Regions from separate parts of the Sus scrofa genome. Here regions 2 and 3 are each linked to region 1. The links are chromatin contacts, called in public Hi-C and promoter capture Hi-C maps. All regions are on one chromosome and are shown on one strand. The core of a region is the stretch at or near the end of the contact, and the rest is flanking DNA. Distances in the headings are between cores, read along the strand shown. Region 1 holds the start of SIX4 (SIX homeobox 4). Region 2 holds the start of TMEM30B (cell cycle control protein 50B). Region 3 has its middle 110 kb from the start of SLC38A6.

Region 1 (2,516 bases), core at 9-2,508:
CGAGAGCTGCCTTTCCGGCGCCTACACAAGCCCCTTCGCCCGGCCAGAACCGGGGACAGAGTGCCAACTTCAAAGCCAGCGGGATGGGGGTGGGAAACCGGGCAGCAGTGACCAGCCGCGGTGGGGGCGGGGATTGAGACCTAGGCGGGCGACGAGAAACTTCTTGGGGGAGGTGGGGGAGGGTAAAGAGTGAGGTTCTCCCGCCCCTCGCTACCGCTGCCCCCCCTCCCCCCGGCCGGGGAGAGAGGTAGGGGGCGGGGAGAGGTGGGCAGCCGGACCAAGCTGGTGGGGAAGGTAAGCGCCATGTTTGCGAGCACTTGGAGGAAAAGAAAGCTGGGAAGGGGGTGGGGGAGAGGAAGGGGGAGGAGGAGGAAAGTTGGCGCTCACCTTTTGGACTGGGTCTCAGAGGGGTTCCGATCGCGCTGCCGGCGGTTCTTGAACCAGTTGCTGACCTGGGTGAGGGAGAGGCCAGTGATCTTGGCCAGGTGCCGCTTCTCGGCGGGCGAAGGGTAGCGATTCTGCTTGTAGAGCTCCTTGAGCGCGTTGCGCGACTTCTCCTTGAAACAATACACCGTCTCCTCGCCGTCCCAAATGGTGCGGGGCAGGGGGAATTTCCTGCGCAACCGGTACTTGTCCACGGCGCCCAGCGGCCGGCCGCGGGCTCGCTCGGCCTCGGTGTAGCGTGCCTTGTACCAGAGCTGCTGCAGCAGCGGGTGGTTGGCCGATTCGAAGCTGTGGCTCTCGAGGATGCTGTAGAGCTCAGGGTAGATGCCCTGGTGGAAGGCCACCAGCGCCCGCGCCTTCAGCAGGCTCTCGTTGCCACGTAGCAGGTCGCTCTGGGGCAGGGACCACAGGAACCGGGCCAGGCGGTCCAGGTTGCCCCCCTGCTGCAGCGCCTCGCACACGCAGGCTACATGGTCTGGCGAGAAGGCCAGTGGGGTCTGCGCAGCAGCGGCGGCGGCGGCCACGGCGTGGTGGTGCCTGCCCAGAAGTTCCGAGTGGAGTTGTACCTGATCGGCCGCTGCTCCAGCCGCCGCCGCCGATACTGCCCCTTGCTCTCCGCTCACCCTGGCGGCGGCGGCCGCGGCGTCCCCCGGCTCCAGGGGAAAGGGGGCTGGAGCCGGGGGGCTCAGCCCCGCCGTCGCGCCCCCCGCCACTTCTCGGGGTGCCTCCTGCCCTTCCGAGGAGCTTTCCATCCCATTCTCCTGCTTGATATCCGCCGCACTTGCAATCTGCCCGGTGGGGGAGGAAGAGGACATTTTTTTTTTGTTGTTTATTTTCCTCCCTCCCTCACTCCCTCGCACTCTTTTCCTCTTTCTTTCCCCCTCTCTCACTCCTCCTTCTTCGTCTCCCTCCCCCCTCCCCCCCTCCGGAAAGCCCACTCCCTCCCTCCCGGTTTCGGCTGGATCTGGCCGATCAGGTTTCCCCCCGGCCACGCAGTCACCATTAAGATAGCTGCTAGAGCAAAGTAGTGTAAAAGGATAGCTGCTTTCTGCCGTTCCCCCAACGTGACTCCTCGGGTTGCTGCATACTATATGGCACTGGCGGCCGGGCCGGCCCGACCGCGCCACCTCATTGGCTATTTCACATTCAGAGGGAGGAGGAGACACCGTTTCTATCCCTGTCGATCACCCGCCTCCCACTCCACCCCTTGCCTTCCCCTCTCCCCCTGACCCCCAGGCACCTATACCTGAAGGGAGGCACCGACATTCTTTTCAGGCCCTGCTCCTGGGCGGGAACATGCCTAATGGGGCCTGGTAACTGGACAACAGACTCTTTCAGAGAGAGTCCCTACGATTCCAGAGGGAATATGAATTGTTGGGCATTAAGGTGCGGATGCTAAACTCTTAACAAAGAGACCACCCTCAGCATCTAGATGATAAAATTTCAGAGAACAATTCAGAAGCTTTCCTGGTATCTCTCTACTGCCCTTCACTCCCCTTTCTGATGTCTTTATTAAGGATTTTGCATTGAAAAGGGTCAAGAATAAAATGGCACTAGGGAATGCTCTAATGGGGAAGCATTTACAGGAAATTAAAATTCCAAAAGCGGGGGGTGGGGGGTGGGACACTGAAAATGGTATAAATAGCCCTCTAAGAAGATGAAAACAAGAAGGCTTCAAAAAAATGTGTTTAAGTCACTTGGAGGGCTGGCTGCCCAACTGAGTTGGTGATGCAACTAAGCATATAGAACTTTTAGCTATAAGTTTATCCTGGGTCAGCAGAGTGGAAGAGGTCTAAGCTTTAGATTATAGTAGCAACAGTATGGAAATTTAAATCTCCCAGATGAACCCTTTCAGTATAAGTGTATTAATTGTTTTTTAGAGATGATATTCCTGGTAGAAACCATCTCTATGTGCAGGTGTCTTGGAGTTCAATGCAGGATCAGCAGCCATTTCTACAGCATAAACAGATGGGAGACTGCCTTCTGGTTTGCCCTGAAGGGTTTGGGGGTGGAGTCTGATGCTTTTTGCAGTTATATCTCTTTGCTTCATGGTTTGCATGAGATCTTACCTC
Region 2 (2,516 bases), core at 10-2,509, 490 kb after region 1:
GGCGGGTTGCGGAACTTGACGTGGTAGTCGGTCCACCAGGCGATGCCGGTGCGGTCGAGCGGCACCTCGACGTAGGGCCCGCCGGGCTGGCGCTGGTACCACAGCGAGAAGGAGTCGTTGAAGAGGCTGTTGGCGATGGCGCCGCAGGGCGCGATGGGCAGGCCGGCCGCGCTGAGTTGGTAGGGGGCGCACTCGTTGACCGGGTGCCGCAGGGCGCTCGGCAGCCCACTCAGCTGCGCGTCGTCGCGGGACACACCGTAGCGCCGGTTGTTCTGGTAGAAGTTGGTCAGCTCGTAGTAGAGGTACACGGGGCCCTGGAAGAGCTCGGGCAGAGAGAAGTACCAGGCGCATGAGCAGCGGGGCGGCGGCGCGCGGCCCTGCCCGGCTGCGGCGCACACCGAGCAGTTGCTGAGGCCCGAGTCGCCGGTATAGTCGTACTCGAGCTCCTTGATGCCATTGGAAGAGTAGTAGAGGCCCAGGCCCAGGCCGATGAAGGCCAGGCCCGCGCAGAAGAAGAGCGGCAACGCGATGCTGGCTGACAGCAGCGGCTGCCAGGCGGGGAGGCGCTGCTGCGTGAACGCGGTGTTGTCCGGCTGGTGCGCGCCCCGAGCCGTGGCGCTCCAGGTCATGGCTGCCGCGCGGACCGACGCGGGGGCGTACGGATGGGGACGTACGGATGGAGCCGCCCGGGGGCTTCTCCCCCTCCGCGCTAGGCCAGCCCGGGGTTACCCCCGGGGCAAGTCGCCGCCTGCTCAGGTGAGTTCTGGCCCCGCCTCCGGCCCCCGCACAGGTGAGGCTTGGTGCTAGGTCCTCCGTGCAGTGACCAGACCCCTCAGTTCCGCCTTGGCGCAGGTGCTCAGACGGCTCCGCCCCTATGAGTGATCGGGAACCGCGCCCCGCCTCTACGGAGGTGAGCTGGCGGGGCGTTCCTTACCTCACCTGGCAGCCCAGGGCTGCTTTTCCTCCCCGCCGGGGTGGCTCTGGACGCCAGCTCCTCCTCCCCAAGGTGAGTGGCGGCCCTAGGCTGCGACTGAGAGGCTCATACCCTGTTCAGGTACTTCTTTCCCTTCCGCCTTATGAGTGACTGGAGTGCCCGGGCCAGTCTTGCCTGAAATCGTAGAAGCTGCAGCCCCCAGCGCAAAGTTCCACCGTGAGTTCTGGAGACTTGAAGATTTCAGGTAATTAATCATCTTTTATCTGAAAGGAAATGAAAACGTCTTTAGGCCCTCTCTTCTTTGTGGGTTAACTTATGGACCCTCTTTCAGTCAACTTTAGCCACAAATTGTAATGCTCTGGGATTACGCTCTGGTAAATCTGTTTCGAATTCAAAGCCTGCGTTCAAATTCTAGCATTTTTTTTTTTTTAAAGGGAAAATGATTTTCTGGCCAGGTGCCCCAATTAGGTGGGATAACTGAGAAAAGTGGAAACTTCTCTGAAAATAATATGACTCCAAAAAGAATCAATGAAAGCAAGATGTTCAGAGCCTTTAAATATCTCTCAAGTTAGTGGACAAACCATACAAGGAGAAAAATGCCCTGGACTACATGTGATTTATTTTTTTTCCTTTTCAGATTATTTGCCTGACTGGAAAAAGGTCCCATCCAAGGTCCCAAAAGACCCAGCTGCTATCCACAGGCAAGGATGCTGGGGCTGTTTGGCCAAAGGAGATGACCTTCAAGGATTTATAGGACTTATTGGAAAGAAAACCCAAATTAACTCTGAACATTGCTTGGGATTCTGGCTTTTATATTTAGGTTGGTAAAGTATACACAAGGGATTGTCTGGCCATTTCAGCTTTGTTCTAAATCCTCCTTATGTATTGAGGTGTTCCTGAGTCTCTTTGAGCTCAGAGAATGCTTGAATTTTTCTGATATTCAAATAGCTTGAATATTTTCTGAGTTACACTCTGCACTTAGAATAATACATTACATTCAGGAGTCATTCAAAATCCACTGAAATTTGGAAAGTTAAAATTCTTGCTAAATTGAGCAACAGCATTTTGGTTTTATTTTTTAATTTTTTTTTTGGTTTTATTTTGTTTTTAGCATCTTTCAAGTATTAGCCCTATGCTAAGCAATGTAGAAGACAAGAAAATTAGGCTGAAAAAGACCCTTGACCTCAAGACATTTGCAGTCTAACAAGGGACATATTACTTAGGAGTAAAAAAGAATCAAAATAGCCAACAGACAATATATACTCAAGTACCAAATGGTGCTTTATAAGAATGATACTAAAAGTTAAAAGTAGCATCATTTTAACAATGGAAAATTCATTCCACCTTGTTGAATAGAATGCATATGAGTTGGAAGCTTTAGCTGTTAGTGAATATGAGGGAGACTTGATGACTTGATTTCCACTTCCCTTACTTCTAATCATACCCCAAGGGAGGAAATGCCCAGTATTGTCAACAGGTTCCTACAGTGTGATCCAGTCTGTACTACACCCATTTTCCAGTAAGATAAATGAATAAATAGTTCTCTGTATCATTTTGGTGGCTTCCACCCACCCCTATATCA
Region 3 (2,516 bases), core at 7-2,506, 350 kb after region 1:
TGGACTCCAGGGCCCTGGGGTGGTTCACAAACCTCTCAGGACCTCATGCTGCTGCCCCACCCAGGCGAGGTCACACACTGTCTCACGTAACCCAAGCAGCCCTCACGCCTGCCTCCTGCTCTGAGAGACATAACGTTCCATGAGTATCTCCCTTTCCACCTTGAATCTGAGCCTTTAGCCTCCCAGCTCCTCCTCAACAGACCAGGGAGGCAATGGCACACCAGCCTGTTCCCCAGCTCAGGGAGAACTGGATCTGGACTCACCTCATTGGAGCCTGAATGGGATCCAGACCATCAGCCACCCCATCACCCATCCCTCCATCAGAGTTTTTCATGGTTCTGCTTCCCTGCCACCCAAGAGGTCACAGAGGTGCAAACAGCAGAGCCTCAGACCTCATCTTTCCTTTCCAGACCACCTTCTTTCCTTTCTGGAGATGGGAGACATAGAGGGAGCCTGAGACCTGTCCCACCTGTGGCTGATAGGACCTCCTCGGTAAGTTCTGCTCTTCCCACTCAGCAAAGCACACGTGTGCACAGGCAGCCGAGCTGCTGGCCGTCCAGACTATTTTTAAACAGACTAAAAATACTGACTTACCTCAGAGGACTGTGCTGAAGGAGCTTGTTTAGGGTGTCGGATGAACCTTTGCAAATCTAAAATGCTTTGCATCACCTGCTCCTTCACCCCGTGGGTTCCTCCCCTGGGAACCAAGAGAGTTATAAACTCAGGCTGGCAAAGAACAGGGTGATGGGTGGACTGACCGGGAAGCTCTCTTTGTGGGTTTGGTGATGCTCTGTGAGATTTGGCCTCTCTAGATGCTGGCCAGCTCCAGGGCAGATCCTGAACTGCCAGGCCCAGAGCCAGGCCAGCGCATAGAAGGCTCCCTGTGTGTGTTGGTTGTTGAAGGGTGTTTCTTGGCGGGGGCAGCGCAGGTGCCTGAGCTGTTATGATTTCTGACACCCCTGTTGGGTAGGAGAAGCCCAGGCACACATGTGTCTACCCCGCTCCCCTCCCCCTCCCTTCTACCTCAGCCCTGGGCCGGTCCCCTCTGCTTCCCCCACATAAGCCTTCATGTTGCAGCACAGCGGAAGGTCAAGTGCTCTCCTGTTCTAGGGCAGACACTTTGGGTTTAACCTTGAGGCAGAGGCTCAGCTGCCCTGACAACCCGTGGCTTCTTTCTGCAGCAACACCTCCTGCAAAGGTAGCCCAGCACGTCCTTGGCCACGGGTTTCCCAGGGCAGTAAAAATAGCTGAGGCCCCGCAGCTGCTGAATGATGAGTTCTGGAAGGAGATGATTGATTCTCACAGCTGAGTCCCGGGGTCAGGGAGCGCCGAGCAGGCCGAGGGGCCAGGGTGAAGGCTGGGCTGGCCCCGGGGCTGCTCTAGATAGAGCTGTTGACAGAGGGATCTGTGCTCCCCCCACCTGAGGGGAGCACCGAGTAAGCGGATTAAAAGGAACTGCAGAGGGCTCTGTGAGAGGGAGACAGTGCAGCCCTTTCTTTGAGGCCAGACTGGACCTTTTTTGACATATGCAGTCACCTCCCCTCCTTCACCGGGGACAAAGTTCAAAGTGGGGTGGGAGTTACTTTCCAGGGAAGGTGACGGGCTGGTACAGTAATGGGAGCCCCCGCTTCCCCTAAAACTATGGAGCTGTTGGGGCTTATGAAACACCCCGGGGACACAGGTGTCAGGTAGCTTCTGGCAGCCTGGGGTCACTCTCTGCCCTCCCCCCACCCTGCCCCTGGGCTGCAGCAGTACCCTGCCTGCTTTGTCAGGGGCCTGGGCCTGGGCCATTGACCTGGGCTGCTCCGATTCTTCATGGTGATCTAAGGTGAACCGTGTCCGTGGAGCTCCTGACCAGTAACAGTAGCTTTTAAGCCAGGATCCTGCAGTTGTTGGGCTGTTCACAAGGAAACAGCTGGAAGGGTGAAGTTCTACAGCTGGACCTGATCTGGACAATTCAGAGATACAGCCATATGTGTTTACTTTACAGTGCATGTTTTTAAGGCAATCTATAGCCCAGGGTTCCATACAGCAAAAATAAGGTTTCAGAGGGAGAAAGAAGAAATTGCTAGAGGAGGGAGGAACTAAGAGGCAAATGAAAAACAATATATTTTCCTATGAGATTATTAAAAAGATGACGAGGCAGCCAGACATGGGTGTGTGTGGGGGGGATAATCCAGGTGGCTTTTCTCCCCAGGAAAAGGGGCTGCCTTGTCATCAGAGCAGAGGTACGGGGGAGACCTACTGGTTTTCATGAAAGATGTAAAGATTCTGCAGAGGAGCCTGAGTTAGGACTACAGGCCAGAAAGAGAGGTGGCCCCTCCTTTTGTCTTTCATGCTACCTGCGGGGCATCAAGGTGTGTCTTTATCTTTCTGGAGTCACTTGAGATGCATGCACTCAGCCTCCCTTTCTTGCTGTTCTTTGCTCAGAGGTGGGGTTGCAGATATTGTGATTGGTGTGGAAAAGATTCCAGAACTGTAAGAAAAGGACCCCACAGGTTACCTCCAGGTCTGTC

What was found. Promoter capture Hi-C pulls out the DNA fragments that hold promoters and counts their contacts. Hi-C and Micro-C count contacts between places; a contact is called where the count stands out from the background.
Region 2: a contact with region 1 is called in a promoter capture Hi-C map of liver, with 4 times the contacts expected there. The contact joins the promoter of TMEM30B here to the promoter of SIX4 in region 1. A contact is called at or near these places in 2 of 5 promoter capture datasets (fetal skeletal muscle and liver), 2 of 47 Hi-C or Micro-C datasets (mesenchymal stem cells and psoas muscle) and 1 of 2 datasets of contacts at active chromatin or transcription factors (skeletal muscle).
Region 3: a Hi-C map of skeletal muscle shows a contact between it and region 1, with 6 times the contacts expected there. The contact joins the enhancer-like site here to the promoter of SIX4 in region 1. A contact is called at or near these places in 4 of 47 Hi-C or Micro-C datasets (fetal skeletal muscle, psoas muscle and skeletal muscle) and 1 of 2 datasets of contacts at active chromatin or transcription factors (skeletal muscle).

The regions. Positions count from the first base shown.
Region 1 is chr1:189,681,120-189,683,635 of Sscrofa11.1, forward strand. It overlaps SIX4 (SIX homeobox 4), which reads right to left and starts at 1,259. Exons shown (of 3, transcript NM_001244614.1): 1 at 388-1,259. The coding sequence starts at 1,259.
Region 2 is chr1:190,170,467-190,172,982 of Sscrofa11.1, forward strand. It overlaps TMEM30B (cell cycle control protein 50B), which reads right to left and starts at 1,260. Exons shown (of 2, transcript XM_021062472.1): 1 at 1-1,260. The coding sequence starts at 629.
Region 3 is chr1:190,034,220-190,036,735 of Sscrofa11.1, forward strand. No RefSeq gene overlaps it. Among named protein-coding and RNA genes, the nearest start is that of SLC38A6, 110 kb to the left of the region's middle. Within about 2 kb of position 1,257, at least 8 of the 83 cell types and tissues checked have an H3K27ac peak or open chromatin away from gene starts, as enhancers often do. A contact at or near this core is called in fetal skeletal muscle and skeletal muscle, where this site is marked.